Linked DNA regions of Pelodiscus sinensis: region 2 is linked to region 1. A link is a contact called in public Hi-C data. All regions are on one chromosome and are shown on one strand. Each heading gives the region's core, a stretch centred on a gene start, on an enhancer-like site or on the middle of the called end of the contact. The rest is flanking DNA. Distances are from core to core; before and after follow the strand shown. Region 1 holds the start of MAP9 (microtubule associated protein 9). Region 2 holds the start of CTSO (cathepsin O).

Region 1 (6,317 bases), core at 1,635-4,134:
AAGACATGGCTTGTTTCTGATATTGCCCTATATGTGACACTGGGTAAGTCTCTTCAGTCCAGATCCAAAGGTACTTTCACAAGTCCGTACATTTAGGTGCCTCAGAAATCACCAGAATCCACAAAATCTGAGTTAGTTACCAAAGCTCCCTATACAGTGGAAAGATAAGCATTTAAGAATTGGATCTACAAAAGCCAGCATATTAGGCAATTTCCCTCCTAACATAACCAATAGCAGAGAGAGCGTTTTCTTGCTAAAAAATTACCAGCCATTAACAACCTGGAAGCAGTCAGACCCTCCATTAAAGTGCATATAAACTTCATCTTGTCACAAAGACACTACATGGGTCTTAGTGCTCAATATCTCTGCTCTTCCTATCCCTATTCTGACAGCTTCAGAGGGGTAGCCGAGTTAGTCTGTAAGGGCTCATCTAGACTGAGCTAAAGTGTCAAAAGAGGATATGCAAATTCCACGGCATAATACATAAACAATAAATAAAACTATTTATTGTTTTTTAAGTTTTTCCTGTTAGGGCTCATCTAGACTACGCTAAAATGTTGAAAGAGGATATGCAAATTCCTGCGGAATCCCTTCTTCCAATCTCACTTTTGAAAGCAGAGCTTTCAAAAGTGAAAATAGTTTGGACGTGGCTTTTTTGGCGACCCCCTGGCCTTTTTCAAAAAGCTGCTTTTCCTCAAATAATGAGATTTACGTGGCTTTTCGAAAAGTGAGGTTCGCTGAAAAAGCCGTGTCCAAACTACTTTCACTTTCAAAAGCTCTGCTTTAGAAAGTGAGATCAGAAGAAGATATGTAAATTCCTGTGGAATTTGCATATCCTCTTTCGACCCTTTAGCATACTCTAGATGAGCCCTAACAGGAGAAACGTAAAAAACAATAAATAGTCTAGTGGCACCTTCAAGATTAACAAAACATGTAGATGGCTTTATGGGCTTTCCTGGGCACAACCCACTTCTTCAGATGAGTATTAGAAGTCCCAATCCAAGAATAAATAAGGAAAGAGGGGTGGGGAGAGGAGGAAAAAAAGACAAGAAAGGAGGGGAGGAAAAAAGAGAGAGAGACAGTGAGTAGATGGTTCAAATAGTTACAAGAGGCTGATAAGAACAATAAGCACCTCCATTGTTTGGTTGATTGGTTAAGTTATTAGGATGTGGAAGGTAGTGTGCCAGTCAGCGGATGTCCATACCAAATGGTAACCAGGACTGATTACTGTATGAAGGCATAAGAGTACATTTAAAATATAGAATCAGCTTAGAAATACTGATTAAGAAAATGTAAAACAGAAGAGCTGCATCATGTATGCTGTATTTCATTCTGTATTCAGCAAGACAGCTGATTTGCTTTTATTTACAAAGTTTTTGCAAATAAACCTAACAAGCATCAGAGTATATTAAAAAACCTGTGGCTGACATTTTTTATTCCCACATTTAGTACTTTTAATTAGGTACCTTCTGCTTGTCCAGTTTTCACAATCTGGCATGCAATGGAAAACACGCTCAATTTTCTTTATAAATACATTTTAGAGGAGTGGTTTTTTTTTTCAAATGCCATTTGCCACGTTTGAGTTCAGCGATTTGTCTGGAAGGGGTGAGCAGAAAGGGGGAGAGAAGAGAAGGGGGAGACAGTATGGAGGGAGCAGAGCCTGGGCAGAGTGAAGGATGGAGTATATGGGCAGTGCCACAGGCTGAGAAGCTTACCTCCCCAAGCAACAGCATCAACCATGGCCCATCGGATGCATACAAAAATTATCTACCCAGAATTTGTATTCTGACATTCCTTGTTCTTATTGGATTAACATAGATGTTTTACCTTAAACTAGGAAAATTATTACCTACATTTAGGAGATCAAGAGAACCTCAGCATAATTATTCTAAAGAAACACAAAGAAACTAAAATGAGAATATCAATTCTACTTTTAAGATGGGAAAGTATTTCTGTTTAAGTGTTTTCTTTTCTGGCATATTGACAGTAGAGTTGTTTTAGTTTCTGTAGCACAAAGGCCAGGTTTTTCATAGAAACTTTAGCCAGTACAGCAATGTTATTTAGCGGTGACATTTCCACAATGGCAAAAACATCATTGTCGACGTATCTGCATAAAAGTGCTTTTAGTTCACTTGCCAGACTGGTATCCCGATAAAAGCAAGGTTTTTTTTACTAGGATAAGCTGTACCTGCATTAAGAGGCGAGTTTGTCAAGTAAACTAGTGTAGATTTGACTACATTTTTAATCGGATAATTTGGGGCAAAATAGTTTACCTGAAAAGCCGTTCTCTTGGAGACTTTGGGGCTCTTGGCATAGGCTAACGTGGTGCCAATATCAGACATGGTGGGGAAACAGTCCGGAGAAATGACTCTGATGCAGTTTCTATTTGTTTTCACGCACTCAGCTCTGCGATGCAGTGAATTCAAATCTCTCCTGAAAATGTAAACGAGGGGGCGTGATTAAAGCCGGGATCCACCGCTCAGGGCAATTCATCTGCCCAGCTCCGCTCGGGCGGCCCGGGGCGCTGCAGGAGGCGCCGGGGAGCAGTTCTGTGCAAAGCCCCGGCGTGGCCGGGCTGCCGGAGGGACACGCGGCCCCGGGCAGGTCCGCACTGCAGCGCGCGCATCAGCGCTGACCCGCGGGAACCCGGCCCGGGGCCGGAGCGCTCCGAGAAAGCCCCGCCCCCGCCGCTCTGCCCCGCCCCTCCACACAGCGGCCCCCACCTCCCGTGCCTGCCTGTCCCGTGCCCGCGCGGGCCCGTCCAACAGGGGCTCGCTCTCGGCGCTGCGCAGCGGCCGCTCCGCTCCAGCAGTCGCCGTCGCAGCTGCATTGACCAGCGGGGCGGAGACTGAGCCCCAGCGGGGCCGCTCGGCCATATACGTTACCTAGCAACCCAGCAACACAGGAAGTGACGGCATAAACAGAGCCGCTGCTCCTGGGCGGGTCCTCTCCCCTGCCACTCGGGGCGGGGTTACGGTCACGTGCCAGGCTCTGCGTGCTAGAGCGTCTGCCCTTTGCCGCAGCCGGGCGGGGAGCTGGTGGCCCTGGGGTCGGTCTCTGCAGATCCGCGGGCACGGCCGGGGTAAAAGAGGCTTCCGCGCGGCGGCCCGGAGCCCTAGGCTGGCTTGTTACAGATGCTGGCTTGGAGGGCTGCTCAGCGGATTAATGGGCCGCGCTTTTCGCGCTTTCCATTGTACGTCCCACATCTTAACCATTAGCCACAGGGTGTCTTCTTTTCCAAGGGAGTCCTGACTCCTCCCCCGCTCTGCCAGGCTCCCGACTGCCCCGTGCTACTTCATTAAACACCTGTCCTGCAACTGTGCTGCAACCTTGTTAGGTACAACCCTGCTTCTATCGCAAAACCCACATTTCCGGCAGCAGACCCAACGCCTGTATGGAAAAAATACACAAGCACTTACGTCTCTGTATCCGTATTGGAAATGATCGCGAGTATAGGGGCAAAGTGGGTGTTCGTGCATGCAGCTGCCACTTGACGTGTTAACTATTTACATACGTGACTTCACACAACATTATGCAGCTGCAAATAGATATTTACACATGACATTTGTACCTCTGCTTTTAAACTTTTGGGCTACATCTGCACTGCAGGCTTTTTGAGCAAGAACAGCTGTTCTTGCGCAAAAACCTGCAGAGCGTCTACACTGCATGTGTGTGCTTGCACAAGTAAATTTACAGTAAAGTATCAGAACAGAGGGCTTCTTGCGCAAGAGTTATTCCTCTTCCCACACGAAGGCAGTGTGGACTGGAAACAGGTTTCTTGCGCAAGAAACCCCTATTACTAAAATGGCCATCAGAGCTTTTTAGTGCAAGAGAGTTCACGCTGCCATGGACACTCTAGTGCAAAAGCACATCTCTTGCACAGAAGCACATGGCAGTGTAGACACACTCTTGCTCAAGAAGTCTGCAGTGTAGACATAGCCCCTGTTCTTAAGCTTGGACCAAACTCTGTCCTTTTTGGTGTGTTATACGAAACCTTGGAAGTAAATGACATTTGTCAGGATTGACATTGAGGCAGAACCTGACTCCTCCTTTCCTTCTTAATCAACGGATATTTCTATTATTGCACAGACCTTCTTGTGTCTACTATGCTGTACAAATCATAATAATGTCAATACTATAGGTGTTGAGTGTGTTGGCGAGAGCAGGGCTGTTGATAAACTTTGTATAGTGCTCATGCTGAGAGTCTTTGAACCAAACTATATACGATTGAAACCATTTCAAATCACAGGTGCAGCAGCAACCCCAGCACCCATAAGGTTCTATTGTCAGGGAGTGATTGTCTCACAAGCTTTCCATTCCAAGAGGTGCAACATTTCTACAGTTTGCCAACTTGCATTCTGGACTGGTGCTCCACTCCTGTCTTAAAAGCAGAGATGCATTTCAACTATTCTTTTTGACTAGTGTTATGCAACCAGTTCATTAGGCAGAACTACACTCAGGGCTGAGGGAAAGCAAGGGTACATGTAATTGAATTATTTGGGACTCAAACCTTTTAAGTATTCAGCTTCCATATTCTCTAAAACAATAGGGCTACATCTACATTGTAGGCTTCTTGCACAAGAACTGTTTTGTGCAAGAGTTCTTGCGCAAAAGGTCTTGCTCAAGAGCGCATCCACACTGCCACGTGCTTTTGGGCAAGAACGTCCATGGCAGTGTGGACGCTCTCTTGCGCAAGGAAGCCCTGATAGCCATTTTAGCCATAGGGATTTCTTGCACAAGGAACCCCTGTTGTCTGTCCACCCTGCCTTCTTGCACAAGAAGGCTTATTCCTCGTGGGGAGAGGAATAACTCTTGTGCAAGAAGCTCTCTGTTCTGATGCTTTACTGTAAATTTACTTGCACAAGAACATGTGTGCAGTGTAGACGCTCTGCAAGTTTTTGCGCAAGAATGGCCTTCCTTGCGCAAGAAGCTTGCAGTGTAGACGTAGCCTAGCAGTGCAACCACTGCTAAAAACAAATCATGTCCGGACTTTGAGTGTCAGTAGATCTGACTGGACAGTCAGGTCCCCTTTTGAACTAGACATCTGGCACCCTACTTGCTATATGCTGTTTTTCTTCTTATCCAAATGTCATCATGAATATTTATCCTTGATGGACATTCCAATATAGGCAGATTAGCATTTTTTCTCCTTGAATCTGTGATTGCTCTTCCAAAATTTAGACTGGTAATGTTTGGGTTTTTTTTAGATGTTTATCTGGCTTAGCTCTTTTGTAATAAAAAACCCTAGCGTTTAGAGAAGCTTCCTTGTTTACTTTTTAACTAGGAGGGAGTCTTACAAATTCAGAATCATTTCAAAAGGCAATCCTGTAGAAACTATACTCCACCTATGCTACTACATAGCCACAATGGAATCACAAATGCTAGTTTCACAGTAGGCTTACTTTTGCAATTGACTGGCAGTGGAAGGAAACACAAACCAAACCCTCCAGCTGTGTGGCAAGCAGTTATGTAAATGAGCTTGGTAGTGCCTGTATGCCAAAAAAAAAACCAGATTTTTTTTGACAGTTTACTCACTTCCCTAGGCCTGAGAGCTGTCTGGAATGACCTCCCTGTGCAGACCCCCTGGGAAAAATGGAATAATTCCAGACCTTGGTGTTGATTTATAGGCTACAAATCTTGTGTGAATAGTAATACAGTTCAGTAAGGATTGCTTTCCTGTAGTAGTAAACAAGCATTGTCTTTAAGAATAAGACAAATATATCACTTTATCTCCTCTTTCTCTGTGTCACTGTAGGGCATCTGCCTGGGTCTGAAGTACAATATTAATGAAAGAGTGTGTGCGGCAACTCACTCATGTTGCTAAACAGTTGCAATCGGAAGCCCCCATTCAGTCTGCAACTTGGAGGCTCTAGAAGACTGGCTTTTCTAAAAAATGAGCATTCCTTCCATCAACCTGGACTCCATGGGTATATCTACACTACCCTGCTAGTTCGAACTAGCAGGGATAATGTAGTCATCCGCAGTTGCAAATGAAGCCCGGGATTTGAATTTCCCGGGCTTCATTTCCATGAAGCCGGCCAGCGCCATTTTTAAATGCCGGCTAGTTCGAACCCCGTGCCGTGTGGAGCCGCGCGGCACAGGGCTCGAACTAGCCAGCATTTAAAAATAGCGCCGGCCGGCTTAATGCAAATGAAGCCCGGGAAATTCAAATCCCGGGCTTCATTTGCAACTGCGGATGACTACATTACCCCCGCTAGTTCGAACTAGCGGGGTAGTGTAGACATACCCCATCTTACAGTGTTCTTTGTTCAATGTTTTTTGGTCTCAGAGAAAATATCTAATGGCTTGTTTTTGTT
Region 2 (6,355 bases), core at 1,106-3,605, 460 kb after region 1:
TTTTTTCGGCACAGAGCTTTGCCGGAAAAAAGCGCCAGTCAAGACGCAGATCTTGCGGAAAATAAAGCCTTTTCTAAAAGATCCCTTATCCCTTATTTTAAGAGGGATAAGGGATCTTTCGGAAAAGGATTTATTTTCCGCAAGATCCGCATCTAGACTGGCGCTTTTTTCCGGCAATGCTCCGTGCCGGAAAAAAGCGGCAGCCATTTTTATGCTAATGAAGCGGGGGAGATTTAAATACCCGCTTCATTAGCAATTGCGATACGTCTAATTTGCATCCCTTTCCAAAAAAGGGATGCAATCTAGGCGTAGCCAATGGGAATGACTATGAAATTCCAAACTGTGAGAGGAGTAGAGAGTAACAAAAGCCACTATCATCTGACAGAGAAATTGGCAAACTTTGTTAGCTCAAGGCTGACATCTTATGGTGGAAATGAAAAGTACAGGTACTAGAAATCTTCCAGAGCCAACATTTTGTGGCCCAGGAAATCCATTATTATGCATTTACCCTTCTTTTGAAGGAAGATTTCAGTTTTCATTTCATTTAAAATGTCAATGTAAAGTTTAGTTTGGTATACAATGGTGAATGAGGGCCAGAGCTTTTTCAGTCCTAACTAAATATCCTTTCCTTCTTGAATTGATCTATTTGTAATCATATCACTTGCCATGTTACAATTCCACTCATTCTCCAGTCAGCCATAAAATTTCCTGGGGTAGGGAGAACAAGGTAGACAAGACATGACAGGTCTGATTCCTCACTACATTTTTCCTTATATCCATATATAACTACGCAAAGAATGAATAGACCGCTAATATTCCAATTTGCTGATATTTCATACTCTCATAACACATTGGAAATAACTACAAAAGGTGCAAGATAGTGGAGAATAAGGCATATATTCAATGTGAAAAGCCAGGAATCAATTTTAAACAAATGTTAATTCATTCTTTCTACAGCTAAAAGCAACCCCTCCCCCCAAAACAACAAACCCCACAATTTCCTCCCTTTCCAATGCGTCTAGATTGGCATGATTTTCTGGAAATGCTTTTTACGGAAAAGTTTTCCGTTAAAAGCATTTTCGGAAAAGAGCGTCTAGATTGGCACGGATGCTTTTCCACAAAAGCATTTTTTGCAGAAAAGTGTCCATGGCCAATCTAGATGCGCTTTTCCGCAAAAAAGCCCCGATTGCCATTTTCGCGATCGGGGCTTTTTTGCGGAAAACAAATCTCAGCTGTCTACAGTGGCCCTTTTGTGCAAAAGTTTTGCGCAAAAGGGACTTTTGCCCGAACGGGAGCAGCATAGTATTTCCGCAAAAAGCACTGATTTCTTACAGTAGGAAGTCAGCGCTTTTGCGGAAATTCAAGCGGCCAGTGTAGACAGCTGGCAATTTTTTCCGCAAAAGTGGCTGATTTTTCGGAAAAACTGGCCAGTCTAGACAAAGCCGCTGTGTAAGACACATAAGACTTGTCTCTATTTCACCACATACTAAATAATTTCCACCACCACCACCCAACATCAACTGAATGTTACATATAATCCTTTCTGTCACTATCAAATTGAAAATGGGGGGAGGAGAGTGTAGTCTGGTGCTTGAGAGAGACTGACCCTTAAGACATATGGGGAGGGGGTGAATGTTTTAGCAGCAGTTTATGACAGTGCAGAGGGAAAGTTTTGGGGAGCTGAAGTGGGGAGAGGATAGTAGTAGGGCTAGGTGATGGGTATGGAGGCTGAGCAGCCAACAGGCAGGATGGGTGGTGGGTATGGAGGCTGAACAACTGGCAAACAAGAGATCTGGGTGGCAGGTATGGAGACGAGGGGGGAAGCCTGGCAGTCTGGAGGTTTAGAGGCCAGGCAGCAGAGATGAGCCACTAGAGTGGAAGCTGAGCGGAGGGCGGGCAGGCGCGCAGGAGGGGTGGCTCATGGGTGGCAGGTGTGGAGGCTGTGCAGCGCTGCTGGCAGGCAGGGAAGCAAGGGGAGGGTTGATGGTGAGTGGGGGAGCAGTCAGAGGCAGCGGGTGGGCGGCTGGCTCTGGGGGGTGGTTGCTGCGGACACTGGCAGGGAGAGCGGGGGCGGCAGCGCAGCGGCAGTGGGTACCTACCCGCAGGGCGGCCTCCTCCCGCCCATCCCAGCCAGCCCGGGTGCGGTTGCGGGAGCCGCGCAGCTCCGGGCCGCCGCCGCCGCTGCTACCCCGTGGCTGGATCCCCCCGGGGGAGCCACCCCCGCCGGGGAGCAGGCGGCACAAGAGCCAGAGCCCCAGCAGCTTCATGGGGCGCGGGGCAGTTTCCCTTTCACTTTCCGGGCGGCGGCGGCTCCTCCTCCTGGCGCTGCTGTGGCAGAGCGGGACTGGGCGTGCGCCTCACTGGAGCCACCGCTCGGCCCCTCCACAAAGGCGCACACGCTTTGAAGTTGAGGCAGAGACTGATACTCTCCGCATTTGCCCTACAGCCTCCCTCAGGCCTTAATCCAGCCGTGTCGCCTCCAGACTCTCCCCTGGGCAGATTTTCACACGGCTGCTGCCCCATGATGGGGGGTTTTACAGCTCGCCTCTGGAACTGGCCATTATTGGAGACAAGATACAGGGCTAGATGCATTGTAGCTCTGTGCCACTCTGGCAAGTCCTGTGTTTCTAAATAAGCCTTCACCTTTCCTGAGTACTTTGAAATAGCTGTAGGTTTCCAGCACAATTTTGTTTGACCCTTTTTAGTTTGACTGAGTTGTCCATTACTCCTGAAAACAGTTATACACATGCTGAACATTAAGGACTTCAGTCCCATTAAGTTCTGTGAGACAGGAATTTAAAATGAAGCTTGGGTATGTGTTTGTAAGATTGGTGCCTATGACTATTTATGGGAAAAGGACAGCAATCCTTTTGTAAATTTCTGTCACTTAAATTCTTGCAGGGGAATGTTTTAGACACATCAGGTTTTATTTATAAATAAGTAATATATTTACACAATTACATTTATTGAGTTGCTTTTCAGATATTTTGGTTGCTTAAACATTTCTGTTCCTGCATGTATTTATTAAAGCATAATAAACATGTAGAAGGGCAATCTCTTTCCTGCTTCACTGGTGATAACATACCTAGCCAATCTTGCCATTTTGTGAATAGGAAGTAGGGTTGTTTTACTGATCCTAAAGGTGTATGGTCTGAACCATGAAGTAGATTACCTTTGCTTGTGCACTATAATATAACTAGCTTTGCACTGAAGTATTCACTTGTAAAAATCAAAGTACAGTTGTAGTGTTAGTGCTGGTAATTTTTGTGATATTCTGTGCTTCTTCTGACAATCTAAACATAAATGGAAAAAATGACATGTAAAAGCAATGTAAGACTTGTAAAATTTCAGTTTTGTACTACTTTATAAAAGTGTCTAGCTTATAACCATTTGGGTATTAAAAGAATTTACTTGTCATAGTAGCACCCCCAGTTATGCTGAGATGAAATGTTGCAATAGCTGCCTTTCCATGTCTTCTCTGCCCCCAAAAGGTGGGCAAATAAAGGCAAAAAGGATAACTGAGAAAACTGTCAGAAAAAATAATTAATTTAATGAAGTAATGGTCAGTTAATAATACAAGACATAGTTCTATTACCACAAATTAAAAGGAAGGGTTGGAGAATACTTTGTTGTGCTGGAAAGGGGTGTTATCCCTCTGGGGCAGAGTTAAGGATATGAGGAGTGACTTGTGGTGTATACCAGTGTGGTAGTAGTAAGTGAGGTGTCTGTGGAAAAAGCAATGGGATTATATATGCTCATTTATACTCTCCTCAGCTGCCTCATTCTTACTCTCCTCAGTGCTAACACTGGTCTGACTTACCATTTGCCAGCTAACGGATGATGATTTGCTGATTGTGGAACTGTGGAAGGAGCTGGTATTGTGCTTTTACTCACTGAAGTGCAGCTACCTGTATTACAGAGATAAGCAGAGGAGCAGTCTAGTAACTGCAGTTCTATGGGGAGTTCAACTACCAGCTGGTCTACCGCTTTCGTTCTTTAACTGGCAAATCTCCTTTGGTTTGTCACTTTCTATAAATAAATGTAATCATTACAATGGGATCAACTGAATTAGCCTACTTCCCACAGAGATACTATAATGGATTTAATACTGATCAAGTATGCTTTATTCCCTAAACTGGGGAAAATCTTAAAAATCATTTACCTAATCATGCTGTGAATACCTCAATTAATGTTGGAACATTGAACTTCGTTTCAAGAAATAGACATTTGTTGATATGTTGTAGTGCTGCTAAGGCATGTGTATTTTGAATTTGTTCAAGGTTGCCTTATTAAGATTGTTTGGACTAGAAAAATTATTGTAAGTGTTGGGTAAGTTGCTGTAAACAGCTTTGTTGCTTTTCATGGACAGTGTAGTACAAAACCAAGAATGGGCAAGGGCTTAGCTCATCCATGGTTTTACGCGTGGGTTATATTTTGTGTCTGTCCTTTTCTGCCTGTGCTTATTTTCTGATCCAAGTTATAAGTATCAAGGTTATTGAATGTCAGCCCAGCATGTTTTTTTGGGTTTAATCAATGTACCACGGCCAGTCCAAGGTTTGGTTTTGTCTACTTGTCAGACACTGTCTCTGTAAATTCTACCATTGAGAGAGAGAGAAACTTTATTTAGTAGTATGATTACAACTCTGAATCAGATTTTCAGATATTGATTGGACCAGAGATCCTGGCTATTCAGGGAAAAAGCCACCATTCCAGCCTTCAGTTGACAACAGTTACCAACTAACTGCCATCAGATTGCCAAAGGAGTATCTGCTTTTTTCCCTCTTTTCCTTTCCCCTCTTTCTCTAATCTCTGTATCTGTGTGTGAAGAAACTTATCAGACAAAACAAACAATTTTCTAAGTTGAGCACATGTTTGAAGTTCAGTAAGGACAAATGCAAAGTACACTGCCTAGAGAGGAACAATCAGTTTCACACACACAAAATGGAAAGTGACTGTTTAGGAAGGAGTACTGCAGAAAGGGACCTAGGAGTCCTAGAGGACCACAAGCTAGATATGAGTCAACCAGAGTGGCATTGTTGCAAAAAAGCAAACATAATTCAGGGCTGCATTAACAGGAGTGTTGTGAGCAAGACACAGGAAGTAATTCTTCCCCTCTATTCTGTGTTTAGGCCTCAACTGGAGTATTGACCTATGTGGGAAGAGTGAAAAAATTGGATTTGTTTAGTTTGGAAAAGAGAAGACTGAGAAGGGGACATGACAGCAGCTTTCAGGTACCTAAAAGGATATTACAAGGAGGAGGAAGAAATTATTCTCCTTAACCTCTGATGATGGGAAGAAACAATGGGTTTAAATTGCAGCAAGGGAGGTTTAGGTTGGACATTAAGAAAAAACTTCCTAACTGTCACAGTGGTTAAACTTTGGAATAAATTGCCTGGGGAGGTAGTAGAATTTCCATCATTGGAGATGTTTAAGAGAAGATTGGACGGACATTTGTCAGAGATAGTCTAGATTAGGGATTACCCTTAATGGGTGATGCTTACTGGTTACAGTTAACTAGTGGTGACTGAAGCAGCACGCCCCCCCCCCCATGGCAGACAGGGGGCTGCTTCAGCCCTGTGGGGCCTGCTGTAGGGGGGCATTCCAGCCCAGCCTGACCAACCCTCCACCTGCTTGCCTGCCTCTAATTGGTTAAATAGGTTTACTAATTAAACAGGCTTCGAGAAGTAGCCATGTTAGTTTATAACTTTAAAACAATGTGTAGTCCTGTGGCACCTGAAAGACTGACTAAAATATATAGAGAATATCATGAGTTTTTGTGGGCAAAACACACTTCTTCAGATGAGCAGGATTAAACAGGATTATATATCCCTAATCTAAATGGTGCTTAGTCCTGCTGTAACTGCAAGAGACTGGACTTGATGACTCGGGGTCCCTTCAAGTTTTCTGTGATTTTGGTTGTCACGTGACTAATATTCCATCATCTCAGAAGAAAGCTGAGAAACAAAATTGGTTTTGTAGTTTACAATTTTTCCTACATAACTGGGCTAAGAGAGAAGAAGATTAATTTACACTTTGCAATTGAAAAGTAAGGCTGAGACTGTTGAAAAGAAACCTAATACTACACCTGGAATGCAGTGTTACATCTACACATCAGAATAAACCAATAATCTTAATGGAAGCTATAGCAGTTCTTGTTGTTGTCCCATGGGTTGCATAAATCACAATGTGTGTTAGTCCATGGGACACGTTAGTAGAAATTACAAGAAAGAAATGTCCTTAGTAGGGATGTGAACGTATAAACCAATACACAGTTCACCAATAAGCCTGGGCTTTTAAGCCAGCTCCCTGCAAATACCGGCTTCCGTGGTACTGCCTCTGCCTTCTCCCCTGCACT

The links. A called contact is a pair of places that touch in the nucleus more often than the background predicts.
Region 2: a contact with region 1 is called in a Hi-C map of an unstated tissue, with 5 times the contacts expected there. The contact joins the promoter of CTSO here to the promoter of MAP9 in region 1. A contact is called at or near these places in 2 of 5 Hi-C or Micro-C datasets (liver and an unstated tissue).

What each region holds. Positions count from the first base shown.
Region 1 is chr5:57,475,790-57,482,106 of ASM4963464v1, forward strand. It overlaps MAP9 (microtubule associated protein 9), which reads right to left and starts at 2,885. Exons shown (of 15, transcript XM_075930106.1): 1 at 2,733-2,885; 2 at 2,274-2,433. The coding sequence starts at 2,830.
Region 2 is chr5:57,936,847-57,943,201 of ASM4963464v1, forward strand. It overlaps CTSO (cathepsin O), which reads right to left and starts at 2,356. Exons shown (of 8, transcript XM_025183995.2): 1 at 2,100-2,356. The coding sequence starts at 2,267. It overlaps LOC112545578 (a long non-coding RNA gene), which reads left to right and starts at 1,916. Exons shown (of 6, transcript XR_012904180.1): 1 at 1,916-1,986; 2 at 5,130-5,231.